Linked DNA regions of Zea mays: region 1 is linked to region 2. A link is a contact called in public Hi-C data. All regions are on one chromosome and are shown on one strand. The core of a region is the stretch at or near the end of the contact, and the rest is flanking DNA. Distances in the headings are between cores, read along the strand shown. Region 1 holds the start of LOC103647807 (formin-like protein 5). Region 2 holds the start of LOC100382594 (Eukaryotic aspartyl protease family protein).

What was found. A called contact is a pair of places that touch in the nucleus more often than the background predicts.
Region 1: a contact with region 2 is called in a Hi-C map of leaf, with 2.0 times the contacts expected there. The contact joins the promoter of LOC103647807 here to the promoter of LOC100382594 in region 2. A contact is called at or near these places in 3 of 25 Hi-C or Micro-C datasets (ear, leaf and tassel).

What each region holds. Positions count from the first base shown.
Region 1 is chr2:216,075,679-216,082,562 of Zm-B73-REFERENCE-NAM-5.0, reverse strand. LOC103647807 (formin-like protein 5) reads left to right here and starts at 1,642. Exons shown (of 19, transcript XM_008672315.4): 1 at 1,642-2,210; 2 at 2,798-3,498; 3 at 3,571-3,789; 4 at 3,915-6,544; 5 at 6,630-6,753. The coding sequence starts at 2,138.
Region 2 is chr2:215,837,077-215,844,228 of Zm-B73-REFERENCE-NAM-5.0, reverse strand. LOC100382594 (Eukaryotic aspartyl protease family protein) reads left to right here and starts at 2,240. Exons shown (of 12, transcript NM_001175324.1): 1 at 2,240-2,542; 2 at 2,655-2,775; 3 at 5,444-5,871; 4 at 5,957-6,113. The coding sequence starts at 2,286. LOC100191985 reads left to right here. Exons shown (of 4, transcript NM_001137409.1): 4 at 483-1,489. The coding sequence ends at 1,151.

The DNA.
Region 1 (6,884 bases), core at 393-2,892, 240 kb before region 2:
TTTGATGCCACCATCATACATGTATAGTAAATAAGTTTTGATAAGTTATAGAAACATTAGGATATGAATTTATCTTATCGACATATTCAAATATCTCCATAGAAGATATGTGTAGTTTTGTCAAGCTTAACTTTAAAATTCTCAACTTAAAGATTAGATTATTTAACTTAACATTATGTATCAAGTTAGCTATACAATTAACCGTAAGAGATTAGACCCTAATTTTGGAGGCATGAGGCGGCCGTCCGGATGGCCCTAGGCTTAGAGTTACAGCCGGCCCTCCACCGGGTTGCATTGCACATCTAGAAAACGAGGGTTGCGAACGCATCATCATAGGAGAGAGATTCAATCGAATCAGGTCCACGGCGGTCATGTTTTTAAATTTGCGCAGGCGCAGCATGCTTTTTGCATCATCATATAGGGCCTGTTTGTTTATCCCAATAGATTATATAATCTGGATTATTTTTGGAGGATTATATAATCTGGATTATATAATTTGGATTATATAATCTGAGTAGTCTTGTTTGTCTACCTAGATTATCTGGCGTGTTTCTGTTGGGCGGCGGGCTTCTCCGATCCGATAGGCGCAAAAACGATTCGGTAGATTATAATGGCAATGGTGGGTAATTTCTAGGAAACTTGAAAGGGTAGTAGGGAAGTGTGAAAAAAATAATCTGAAATAAGCACCTCCTCACTTGCTTATGGATTATCATAATCCAAGGGGTTAGATTATATAATCTGGGCAAATAAGCTAGACTGTTTGTTTGCCTCTTAGGATTATTTAATCCAGATTATATAATTTGGGGGGTAAACAAACATGCCCATAGTACCATGTCGCCCAGTTAAAAATTAACCTACTATTTTTTTTACTTCTGCTAGGATAATTTATGCGGTGACGAAAATTTCAAAACACCCCAGAAGACATACTTTGAGAAGACCATCGTTAAGCCGCCTGACGTGACACGCGTGCCAAATATAAAACGAAATTTCTCTGAGACCATGACAACCGTGGACGGACATGTCACCACTCACCACGCTTAAAATTTTAACCATTCAAGTGACCCACATCCTATATCTCTCACACATGCTAGCATTTAAAATTCTATAACGGATAGTTGTATTTTACGTAATTTTATATATCAGTTTTGGACATTGTGAGAAGATAGTAGACTGGAATAGCCTAAGCCGCCGGACTTTTACCTCTCTGAAAATGTAACCGTTGGTATGCATGCCAACTACGACAACAAAATTATATGAGCCGACGACAGCCATGAACAGACATGCCACTGCGCTTAAATTCCCGGGCAGTGCAAACGGGAAAACAAATTGACCGCCTGCACGTGACCGGTGAGCCTCCCAAAACAGCAAGCAGGGCGATTATAAATGTATTTAACCGCGAAAATAGGGGCCTCCCAGTCCCAGCCCAGCCAGGTGAGATCCCGTTCCCGTCGCCCGTCTTCCGTACCGTCACTACTCTGCTCTCGCCGCACGCCATCCTATTCACACCCAACACAGACTACGTCACAGACGTGTGGGTCTAGAGTGATGTGGGTCCCGTAAGACAGTGGAATACGAGGAGGAAACCAGAGTCGCGAAGCGCGCGGTCATCACCGCTGTCAAGGCAGCACCAAAGCGTTCACCGCAGCGGGCAAGTAAAACCAGCAAGCGAAAATACAAGAAAAGATAGCGAGGAGAAGAAGGCAGCAGCAAGTAGTAGAGGAAGAGGCGCCCGAATACCACGGTGCCTCCGCCTCGACCGCCCCCCGGGCTCCGACGCCCTTCCTCACCACCGTGCCTTGCTCCTCCTCCTGCTGCTGCGCTCCGCCGCGGAGCCCTAGGCGGAGCTGCGGACCCCGTGACCCCCCGCGGCACCGCCCCGGAGCTCGGCGGAGGCGGCGGGCACGTCCTCCTCATGCCTTTGGCGCCCCGGTCGGAGCCGATCGGTGGCCGCCTGAGGAGACGCAGCAGCTCGGCGGGCGCCGGCGGAGAGGCGGCGGGCACGTCCTCCTCATGCCTTTGGCGCCCCGGTCGGAGCCGATCGGTGGCCGCCTGAGGAGACGCAGCAGCTCGGCGGGCGCCGGCGGAGAGGCGGCGGGCGCGGAGGTGGAGGCGGAGGCGGAGGAGGAGGAAGGGGAGAATGGCGCTCTTCCGCAAGTTCTTCCTCAAGAAGACCCCGGATCGGCTGCTCGAGATCTCCGAGAACGTCTACGGTATAATGCTCGCCACTCTCCGTCGAGCTGTTTCGTGCGGGTGTGACATTCGGATGATTTTAGGCTCCCGCTTGGTTTTGGAGTTTTGGTGAAGTGCTTTTTATTTGTATGTTGAGTTTAACTGAGCTGAAATTCGGCGCGGTTGGAAGCACAAGCGTTCCAGTAAGCAGCTAGATTTTTAGTAAATTTCGAATTGGATTCTGAAGCATCCATTTGGTGTGTTTGTGGGTATGGAGCCGTGGAAGCCGTCTTAGATTTAGCTGCATTTGGCTCTCATCGCCTTATTTGATGGTGTTTCTGGATGTTTGCTCTTTAGGAAGCTTTGGGTTTAACTGCATTTGTCTTAAATTGGCATGTTCATCTCGACCCCTACCCTGGCCACAAATTTAATTGTTTAATCATGTTAACTAGAATGGTGCGCTTATTCATTGAAATAAAGCGAACCAAATATTTGAGTTCTGTTGAAATTTGAAATTATAGGACATTTGCAATTGTTGAAATGAGATGCTACTAGTCTGATGTGCTATGTACCTTTTCGATTTGGTTAATACTAGGTGACTAATGCAATGATATGTATGCCTTTTCAGTGTTTGACTGTTGCTTCTCGACTGATTCCATGGGTGAGGATGAGTATCGGGATTACTTGAGTGGCATTGTCGCGCAATTGCAGGAATTTTTTCCGGACACATCACTTATGGCATCCAATTTTTGGTCTGGGGACAAAAGAAGCCGGATATCAGATATTTTATCTGAGTATGACATGACAGTAATGGACTACCCACAACAGTATGAAGGATGTCCGTTGCTTCAGCTCGAGATGATCCACCATTTCTTGAAATCATGTGAAAATTGGCTATCAGTGGAAGGACAACATAACATGCTTTTGATGCATTGCGAGAGAGGGGGTTGGCCAGTGCTTGCATTCATGTTGGCCGGACTGCTTTTGTATCGCAAAATATATACTGGCGAGCAGAGGACACTAGAAATGGTCTACAAGCAGGCTCGCAGGGACTTTATACAGCAGTTCTTTCCCTTGAATCCCCAGCCTTCACATTTGAGATATCTGCACTATATAACAAGACAAGGAGGTGGTTCAGAATGGCCTCCTATTAGCAGACCCCTCATCTTGGATTCAATAGTTCTCCATGTTGTTCCGCGGTTTGACACAGATGGTGGTTGTAGGCCATACTTGATTGTACATGGGCAAGACTCAAGTCCTGGTAACAAGAGTGCAAAGGTCCTTTATGAGATGCCAAAAACAAAGAAGCACCTTCAGCGTTATGGACAGGTGACTGTCTCCTAAATTACTAGTATGTTTATACCCAAATCCAAAATCTACTGACATATGGTTGCAATGCAGGCAGAGGTTCCCATAAAATTAAGTGTGTCCTGCCATGTTCATGGAGATGTGGTACTTGAATTCATCCATATTGGCGATAATATAGAGAATAAGGAAACAATGTTCCGGGTCATGTTCAACACTGCATTCGTTCAATCAAACATCCTTGAACTGAATCGTGATGATATTGATGTTGCTTGGAATGTGAATAATCAGTTCCCAAGGGACTTTCGAGCTGAGGTGCTTAAACTCATCTGTCCTTCTATGCCTTTTACTTTCTTTCTCTGTATCTATGCACCATGAAATCTTAAATATATTTTTTTCTCTCAAAAAAAATCTTAAATATAGCTCAAATTTTGAACCAGGTACACTTTTCAGACCCTGTTTCATTTAAGCCTGCTGCTACCATCGAGGAGGTAGCTGATGATGGAGACGAGACTGATGTTGCTTCGGTAGACACAGGAGAGGAGTTTTATGAAGCAGAGGAGTATTGGCATGATGCTAGAAAAGACCCAGCAACTCATTCAATTGATGGTGGAATATCATTAAATGACATTGCAGAATTTGATGGTGGGGCAACAACTGAAGAAAGGAGCAGCCTAGAGAAGCACCGATCTGATGAGGGTGTGAAGATTGCTGTCTCCCAGAATTTTGGTAGTATGAATGAAAAAGTGGCAATTGCACCTACCTCAAGTTTTGAGAATCAAGAAGGATTGCAGCAGCCTCGTGAAGTTCTTCCAAATGCTAAACTAAGCAAAAATAATGATCAAGAGAACAGTGATGTGCATGATATACAGGTGGTTGCTACATCTGTTGATTCAGAGGGACACAAGTTTGGATCTACCGGTCAGGAGGACACGAAAGGTGTAATTGCACAAACTTTAGTCACGACAGTCGATCTAAGTGGCAGTGATGGAATTCACTGCCAGACTGATGAACAAACAAAAATGTCAGAATACCCTGATTTGGACTACACTGCTTTTGGCTCTCCTAGAAGTTTGTCACGTACAGATGGGGATGCCCACATGAGAACTAAGAAAAATGAAGGGTTGCAGAATGGTGATATTAAGATTATCACTGAGAACACAATAAGTGTGGACAACGAGCTAGTGATCTATGAAGAGAAAACTATAGTTGTCAATGGTAATGCAATACAGGTAGTAAAAAACGTTGTCAATGAAGAGAGCATCGCGGCTAAGATAGGCAAACCAATTACTGAGAGTAGGACCTCATTGGACAATGACAATGGCAAGATTCAAACTGCTAAACCTTCTGATATAGCCAATGGCAAATTGGATGGGTGTAGATTAGAATCTTGCCTTGAAACCGTGCCTACCAAGAAAACCACTGTCCATGACAGAATTGTTGTCTTACCAGCCACTGGAGTAGCAACTGAGATAAAAGCCAAGCAAGAGGTGCTTGTTGACAAACAGGATTTTGGTATAGTTCTTCCTCAAAGTCGAACAGTAGCCAGGGCTAGGAGTCCGAGGCTTGGAAGTGATGACCGAGGGCAAATCCCTGATAAAGCTGTGTTATCAGTATTGAAGGAGATGGTAGTAGGCAATGCAAAGATGGAAGATCAACCAAAGCTTGCCAAACCAAAAATAATGCGTAGATGGATCTCACCAAAGAAGGAATCTGACGCTACCTCTGTGCGCAGACCATCTCACCCTCCATCTAGATACTACAGTTCACCAGCTGCACTAGGTATTCGATCCATATCTACAGATGGTAAAATCAGCGTTGTGAATGATGCACCTTTATTATCACTAAAACAACCATATGGCAGCAACTTGACACGAGAAGCAACATCTGCACAGTCTGCTCCATCGCCTCCACAAAAATCCTTGTTACTAGGTGCACAAAGTGCATCAAGAAGCCAGGTTTCTCCACCGCCACCGCCTCCACCTCCACCTGCAACCAACTATTCTTCAAGTTCTACGCCTATGCACATGGGGTTAGCTTCAACAGGTTTGTCAAACTTACCTCAAGGTGCTTCTCCACCTAGGTCACCGGTAGCACAAAAACATGCATTTGCCCCTCCCGCTCCTCCCCCGCCCCCACCTCCACCCCCGAGGTCAGGTGTAGGTGGAAATACTCCACCTCCGCCTCCTCCAAGGCTAAATAACAGTGCAATCGCTCCACCGCCACCCCCATCCACCATAACACGATCAAGTGCTCCTCCTCCACCACCACCACCACAATCAATGTCACGTTCTGCTCCTCCGCCACCTCCGCCGCCACCACCATCATTGTGTTCTAATGTTCCATTGCCACCTCTTTCATGCACACTTTCTGCTCCACCTCCTCCGCCGCCACCACCACTACCTTCTATGGCACGTTCAGCAGCACCATCTCCCCCGCCACCTCCTCCTAGCCGAGGAGCACCCCCACCCCTTCCCCTTGGTCGAGGAGCACCTCCACCCCCACCCCCACCACCACCACCTGGCCGAGGAGCACCCCCACCCCCACCTCCTCCTGGCCGGGGAGCATCCCTGCCCCCACCTCCTCCCCCTAGCCGAGGAGCACCCCCGCCCCCACCTCCTCCTGTTTCACGTGCAGGACCTCCACCACCTCCGCCTCCTCCAGGTGCTCGCTGTGGACCTCCACCTCCTCCACCCCCTCCAGGTGCAAGTGCTCCACCTCCACCTCCTCCTCCAGGTGCACGGCCAGGAGCTCCACCACCACCGCCTCCTCTAGGAGCGCGGCCAGGAGCTCCACCTCCCCCACCCCCACCTGGAGGTGGTGGAAGAGGACCTCTACCACCTCGTGCACCAGGTGTGCCAACTCCACCTAGAGCACCAGGTGTACCGCTACCACCAGGAAGTAATCCATCATTAGGCAGAGGACGTGGGGCTGTACGCCCTATGGGATCAGCTATTGGGGCTGCTGCCTCACGCAAGTCAACTTTGAAGCCATTGCACTGGGTCAAAGTGACAAGGGCCCTTCAAGGTAGTCTTTGGGAAGAATTGCAGCGCAACACTGACTCGCAGAGGTATTTTTCTTTATCATACAGAGCATAGTCGTGCACAACATTATGAGCTGTGCAATTAACTTAACAGTGAACTTCTTTCCTGCAGCGTTTCAGAGTTCGATGTATCAGAACTTGAGAGCCTTTTTCCTGCAGCTGTTCCAAAGTCTGATGACAGCTCAAAATCTGAACGTAGAAAATCACTTGGATCAAAACCAGAAAAAGTGCATCTAGTAAGTATTGTTGACAGGTCACTCTTGAAGTATGAGTATGTCAAATGTTTTATATTATTTCCTGAGCCAACATTTTTTCCTGTTTGGTCCTGAATTGTCTATGATTTGGAATTCTGACTACTCAGCTTTAG
Region 2 (7,152 bases), core at 991-3,490:
CATTTTAGACTATTAGCTACTTTTGAGCCCAGTCTATTAGTTACTTTTGGGGTTCAATCCAACTCTTGGGTGAAGTTTTGGTAAGCCAGTAACATCTCTGTTTTGGTATTTAACTTCATATTATTGTCTGAAATTATGATGTATTGGTATTTTTCCTATGTTGTTTAAAACTACGTTTAAACAAAGTTTAAACGTTTAAAAGTCAAAATTTCACCCATGAGCGTTCCAACGTTTTATCGTTTTAATAACCTTGACCTTAGCTTCCCCATAACATCTAGTATCGGAGATCTTAGGTTCCGACGCACAACAGATTGCCGTCCTCTCGCGGCTGTCCACCATGGAGAGCTATCAGATGTCCTCATCAGCTGATGCGAATTAAGTCCTTTTTTGTGCTCCGATTTCTAATTCTTTTTTGTTTGACTTCTATTGTTGTTATATTATAACTTTACATGTTTGTCTTATGACTCGAATCCAATTTTCAGGACGACCCAAAATCTAGGGAGCTACTCACTTTGAGGGCTGTGATAAAGTGTATCGAGGAGTACAAGCTTCAGAAGGAGTATTCACTTGGACCTCTCCAAAAGCGTGTTTCTGAGCTAAAGCCTAAGGGTGAGAAAAGGCCATCAACTGATGCTGGTGGGCGTACTTATGCAAAGAAGCCTCGAGGCCCTGGCATTTCATTTACCAGGAGACCTGGCGGTTCCATTGGTTCAGCTGCTCGCAGGCCTCCATTTCCGGGCTATAGCTGGCAGCGTGCTCCTGCGCCAATGCCTTCCCATGGTCCTGCACCAATGCCCTCCCGTGCCCCTCTTCCTGATGGATATGGAGCTGCTGACCGGTACCATTACACGCCACCAGCCCCAGCATATGATGCAGGCGCATTTTCTTCTTACGGTGAGCCGTTCAGCACCCCAAAACCATTCCAGTATGCCCCAGGGTCAGTGGCAGCATCGTACAACTCGAGTCCCTATAAAATCGCGTATGGTGGCCCGGGAGCGCCAGCTGCAAGCGCATATGCAGGTTATTCCGGTGGGGCCCAAGCACCAGCTGCAAGCGCCTATACAGGTTATTCCGGCGGGTCCGGTCCGGCAGCTTCTAGCAGCTATGCAAACTATCTGGGATCCGTCTATTGCCCTCCCCAGCAACCATAGATTCGCTTCATCTCTCTCAGAAATGTTGTGCTGGTTATAAGGTGTGTTGTGCTGGTGATAAGGTGTAACTTTACTCTCTTTTCTTTTTGACTCATCCACAGCACTGGGTTTTGGGTTTTGGAGGTGTAACTGATGTAGTCCAGTTTCTTTGGAAGCTGTGTGAGGCGCCGGTCAAAATATGAGTGTTCTCATGTGCACTCGTATTTACCTTTAGCTGTGCTTATTCCTTAGGATGTTTATATCTTTCTGTCAACAAGTCTGTCTTATGTAGGAAAGTCTGTCCCATGTACTCCAGGAACATGTAACTTTTTTACTTGCTAATGTTGTGATTGAGCTGGAAAAGCCAAAAAGTGTCAAACTTGCGAAGCTTGCGCATCTGACGATCTTAAGCAAATAATATTCTCTACTTTCAGTTGACATGGCTTGTACAGTTGTACTTGCAGGTCTGGCATAACTTGTGTTCATAAATTTTGCTGAAACAGTGATGTAGCCTTGGAGAGGCCATCAAGGCGGCTCCGGCTCTACCTTTCCGTGCTGTCAGTGTCAGTTCGTGAGATCGCGATCGTCTTGTTCTTGTCAACGCCCGTCCCTCGGCCTCTCCAGTCTCCACTCCTGTGCAGCGACTGGGAATAAAACAAGACGAGACCCACTGACCCAGCTTACCCGCCCTATTCAGTGACAGTCATAAGCGGCAGTGTAGTTGTGTCTGAATTAAAGGGATTAAATCTATTTCTATTTAATTTTAACAACATCATTTTTTTGAAGAAATTTTATTTTTCTAAGAAAATTTTAGTTTAATTTCTTTAAAAAATAGAAATAAAGTTGTTAAATTGGCCCTAAAGAGATTTAATCCATTTCATTCCCCTTTGATACAGACGCAAGCGGACGAGGCCTAATCAGGTCGACGTGAGGCGATCCGCAACGGCAACCGTAAGCAAAATGGTGCTACATCCGACGTGCCGGACGGGGTGCGACGCGCCGTGAATTACCGAATTACCCCTCTATCCGCCTCCCCCCTGGCCCCCTCTTCTAACAAGTCGTCGCCTCGGCCCGGCTTCGCCCCCCTCGGCGCGACGACCTCTCCCCCAGGAGAGCCTACCCCCTCCCTCATTCCCCGCGCGACGAGGCCGCTTAATGGCGGGTCGCGGCCGGCCTCGGCCGGGCTCGCACCAGGCTCTCGTCGTCGCCGCCGTCATCCTACTCCTGGCCGCCGCGTCCGGGGCCGGCGCTGGATCCCCCGATCGGCCCGCGCCGGGGCCGCCGCTGTTCCTCCCGCTCACGCGCTCGTACCCCAACGCCAGCCGGCTCGCCGCCTCGCTGCGGCGCGGCCTCGGCGACGGGGTCCACCCCAACGCGCGCATGCGCCTCCACGACGATCTCCTCACCAACGGGTCGGTAAAATTCGTTCCTATATATGCTGTTGTTTCCCCCCCATTTTTTTGTTTTTGTTTTCTCTGTTGGATCTGAGGCGTGAGGCTGGCGCGTGTCGTCGTGTTGGTTCAGGTACTACACGACGAGGCTGTACATCGGGACGCCCCCGCAGGAGTTCGCGCTGATCGTTGACTCCGGGAGCACCGTCACCTACGTGCCCTGCTCCTCCTGCGAGCAGTGTGGCAACCACCAGGTGGGACTGTACTCTTTTGCTTCTCCGCTCATTTACCAGCTAGGCACTTGTGAGATGATTTTGTTGATTTGGATGATAGCACGCATGCTATAGCCTATGTGAACCAACCCAAGTTGCGTAGCTGGACTAATGAACTTAGCTAATTTATGGCATGTAAATTACATGGGTTCCTGAAACTGCTTGGTATATATGAACTCTTACTTTTCAGAAGATTCAAATTTTCATTTGCAGGTAGATTAGGGAGTTCCAGTTTAGTCATGGGTTGTTGATAAATTTTCTTAGTGTCGACCGACGACATGGCTTCGACCTGTGGGCCACAATTTATTTGCTTTTCTAAATGGTCATAGTCTATTGTCCACACTTCTCTATGTGTACCATGGCAATCTTGGCCACAACCCATGACATTGGATTGTCAACCATTAACCTTGTTTTTGTCGTCGCCAATTGTTAGGGCCTGTTTGGAAGCACCTAGTTTTCAAGAAACTGGTTTATGAAAACTGGAGTGGTTCCAAACATACTAGTTTATGCGCCAGTTTATAGAAACCGGATTCTCAGTTTCTTAAAACCAAGAAGCTGGCATCCCCTAGTTAAAACCAGTTTTTGTGCATTTAATTACGCCACGCCCTTGTCGATTTCACGGAATTTACATCTATTGCCACCGCTTTTTGAAATAGAGGAAGGGTAGGCTAGTCATTGTGTATCCAAAAAATTAGAAACTGGTTTCTAAACACCATCACCCAGTTTTTTTTTATATAAACTGGTTTCTAAAAACCGGAGATAGAAACCAATTTCTTAAAAACTGTGGTGCTTCCAAACAAGCCCTTAGCCAACAACATAACTTTCTCGCAATGTTAGTGTGTCCCACGTATACTGCCATCAAATTACAGGTGTTTGGTTTGGTTGTACTTGTGTAACCTTTTTCGTCCGTTAACACTGCTTCTCTACTCAAGGTTTAGTATTGCTTCACCATACCGAAATTTGGTACTCGCTCCGGTCATAAAAACATGTTTTTGAGGACATGATTTGCTCAAACCTTAAAAACTACAAGCACCAATAACTACTAACTTATTTAGTTTGGAGATCTGCAAGTTAGCTGTGTAGTTTTGTATTCAAAATACTTGCACATTCTCTTCAGTTTGAAGGATTTTAAGAATGCATACCAGAAGAAATTAGTGGCCAAAGGTACACATTGAAGACTACCAAAGTCAAATATGCAAAGTATTTTTGATCGGAGGGAGTAGATGCTACTGTTTAGTCATTATCCATTTCAAAAATAAATCTCTGTACAATGAAAAATATACTGAGACCTTTTTTTTCTCGAACGCTCAGGAGAACTGCGACCCATTATATATTAAGCAGAGAAAAAAAAGGTCTAAAGTACATGTCCGGATTCTTTGCATTGTCTTTTGAATGATTATCCATGAGGTAGTTTTGTATTTTAAAGTACTTTGCGAGCATTCCATTAGTGTGTGATATCATATTATATCAAGTATCATATATTGCTGAAAGCGAATTTAAAACAAAAACTAAAGACAAAACATTCATTGGTCAGGGCTTTATGATCTTATGTCATGACATCACCACACATCATCATATTTTAAATGTAAAAAAATTCAGAAGGTAATATATCTTAACATTTGAACAAATTGAGGTGCCCTGCATTGATATTGCTAGCGCACAATTTAGTTTTGATGAACTGAAGGCCCTTCTTAGATGCTAGATTATTGAGTGAAATTCACCATGCGCACCTAAACGTTTCCCATATTCCCATCTTGGTCCGTGAACTAAAGTGATCATTTGGTTTCTTCAACAATTTAGGTGGTTTATTCGAAGTGATTGAACCTGAATTCATACTTCGAATGAACAACGTGAAAAGTTGAAGGACCCATATGAGAATACGGGAAAAGTTTAGGGACCATGGTGCATTTCACTCTATATTATTCTTTTGCAGCTTTCTCAAATGATCTTCATGCAACTTTGCAAATGCATTTATGGCTCGGGATCCATCTCAATGTCATCATTGTTTTGCCACCATCGTTACTTAGGCCCCATTTGGCACAGCTCCACCATTGGCTCCTGGAGCTGTTTGGAGCCGTTTGTGCCAAACGGGGTAAAACAAAACAGCTTCACCCATGGAGCCCCTTAAAACATGCTGAGACAAAGGAGGTGTGGGATGGCTTTACCCGGCTCCACCTCGCTCTAGTGGCCCTGTGTGTGATCTCCACATGTGGAGCTGTTTCGCCAATCAGTTCACGAAAAACAGCTCCAGCTCCATTGCTAGAGCTGCTCATGGGACCGAAGCAAAAAAAAAGGCTTCACTAGTGAAGTGGAGCTGTGCCAAACATTGTCTTAGTGGATCTTGGTGTTGTTTCTTCATTGAATGGATCACTCACCTCATTGATGAGGCATGCGAGTACTGTATTTGAAATGATCTTATATTTTACACTGTAATGTCCAAAGGGTTGAAGATCATATGAGTACCTTGATGTATATAATAATTTGAAATAGAAAATGTGTGTGACTGTGTTAATCATGCCATCAATACGAAACAATATTTTATTTGTCTTGGAGATTGCTGTTATTGCTGGTCTCTGCTTGTGTGCAGATATTCAGTTGCCTAGAAATTAATTCATTTGCAGTAAGATAATCTGAAATTTGGTTGATGTAGGATCCACGATTTCAACCTGACCTCTCCAGTTCATATTCACCAGTAAAATGCAACGTTGATTGTACTTGTGACAGTGACAAAAAACAGTGCACTTATGAAAGGCAGTATGCTGAAATGAGCTCCAGCAGTGGGGTGCTTGGTGAGGACATAGTGTCTTTTGGCAGAGAGAGTGAACTTAAGCCACAGCATGCTATTTTTGGCTGTGAAAATTCTGAAACTGGAGATTTGTTCAGTCAGCATGCTGATGGTATAATGGGGCTGGGTCGTGGTCAACTTAGCATAATGGATCAGCTTGTTGAAAAGGGTGTCATAAGTGATTCGTTCTCATTGTGCTATGGTGGCATGGATATTGGTGGCGGTGCTATGGTACTCGGTGGAATGCTTGCTCCTCCAGACATGATTTTTTCAAACTCGGACCCTCTCCGCAGGTAATGTATAGTTTTCTATATGATAACCGATCCATGTTCTTTTTGTGGGACATGTTTCTATTAGCTAATCTTAGATTAACAACAGCCCATATTACAACATTGAGTTAAAAGAAATACATGTTGCTGGAAAGGCACTGCGGGTGGAATCAAGGATCTTCAACAGCAAACATGGGACTGTTTTGGATAGTGGGACCACATATGCTTATTTGCCAGAGCAAGCTTTTGTGGCTTTTAAAGAAGCTGTAAGCTATTTACACGTCCATTCCTTTCCTGTTGGATCTTTGTTCTTTTGCAGTTACTTTTCCTTCATGTGAAATCTATTTGCTTGGGATTCTATTTTTGCAATTTACCATGTAAAAAAGGTAGGGCGTATCTAGCTTCAGAAGGTATTATATTAATAGTTTTTATGGACCAAAACTGCACTAGTTCCATCTTTTTAACTTTTTTCCTTGCATAAAAGAATGTAAACATCTTAATGACTACTAGATAAGTGTACACTTCCCTAGATAGAACCCAACTTCTAGTTTGCACCATCTGCTTTTTTGCCTTGACACCTTTTCGTGTCCATTAGCTAATAACTGCATCTCTCCTTTTTCTCTACTCCCATGGCTGTAGCTTGACAAATGAACTTCTTGATTACAAGGACACCGTTGACTGGTGCACCTACACATAGTTTTTGTTTTGTTTGGTTTTGCATGTCATATACCCTAATAATAATATATTCTGATGCCCTTTTTGTATATATTTACTTTTCTCTCTTTATTTTCCCTTTTCATTGGTGGCTCTTGTTGGGTTTCAACTCTAGCCTACCCCAAGTCCCAACTTGCTTGGGACAAAAAGGCTTTGTTGTTGGTTTTTGCATGAGCTGAATGTCTTTGTCTTGGTCCTACTTTAACTATTTTTAGAAACACTACATACACATGGTAGTCCTTTGAACTTGCCCTGTGTCATCTAGAAGTTCTTCAGTCTTGAAATGCAGATATGGGGAGTTCAACTTGTTACTTGTGTCCAATTGAGATCCATATATGATATATCTCTTAATTGTTCCCTTGAAGTTTCAAATCTCCATAACTATCGGAACTTGTTACTTGTGTCCAATTGAGATCCATATATCTCTTAATTGTTCCCTTGCGAAAGGGCCTCTAGCCGAATTGGTTAGATGGTCTGAGTAGCACTCCTCAGGTCCTGGGTTTGACTCCCCGTGGGAGCGAATTTCAGGCCGTGGTTAAAAACATCTTGGGCAAAGTTTGAGGACCACCGGTGTACCTTTACTCTTAAAAA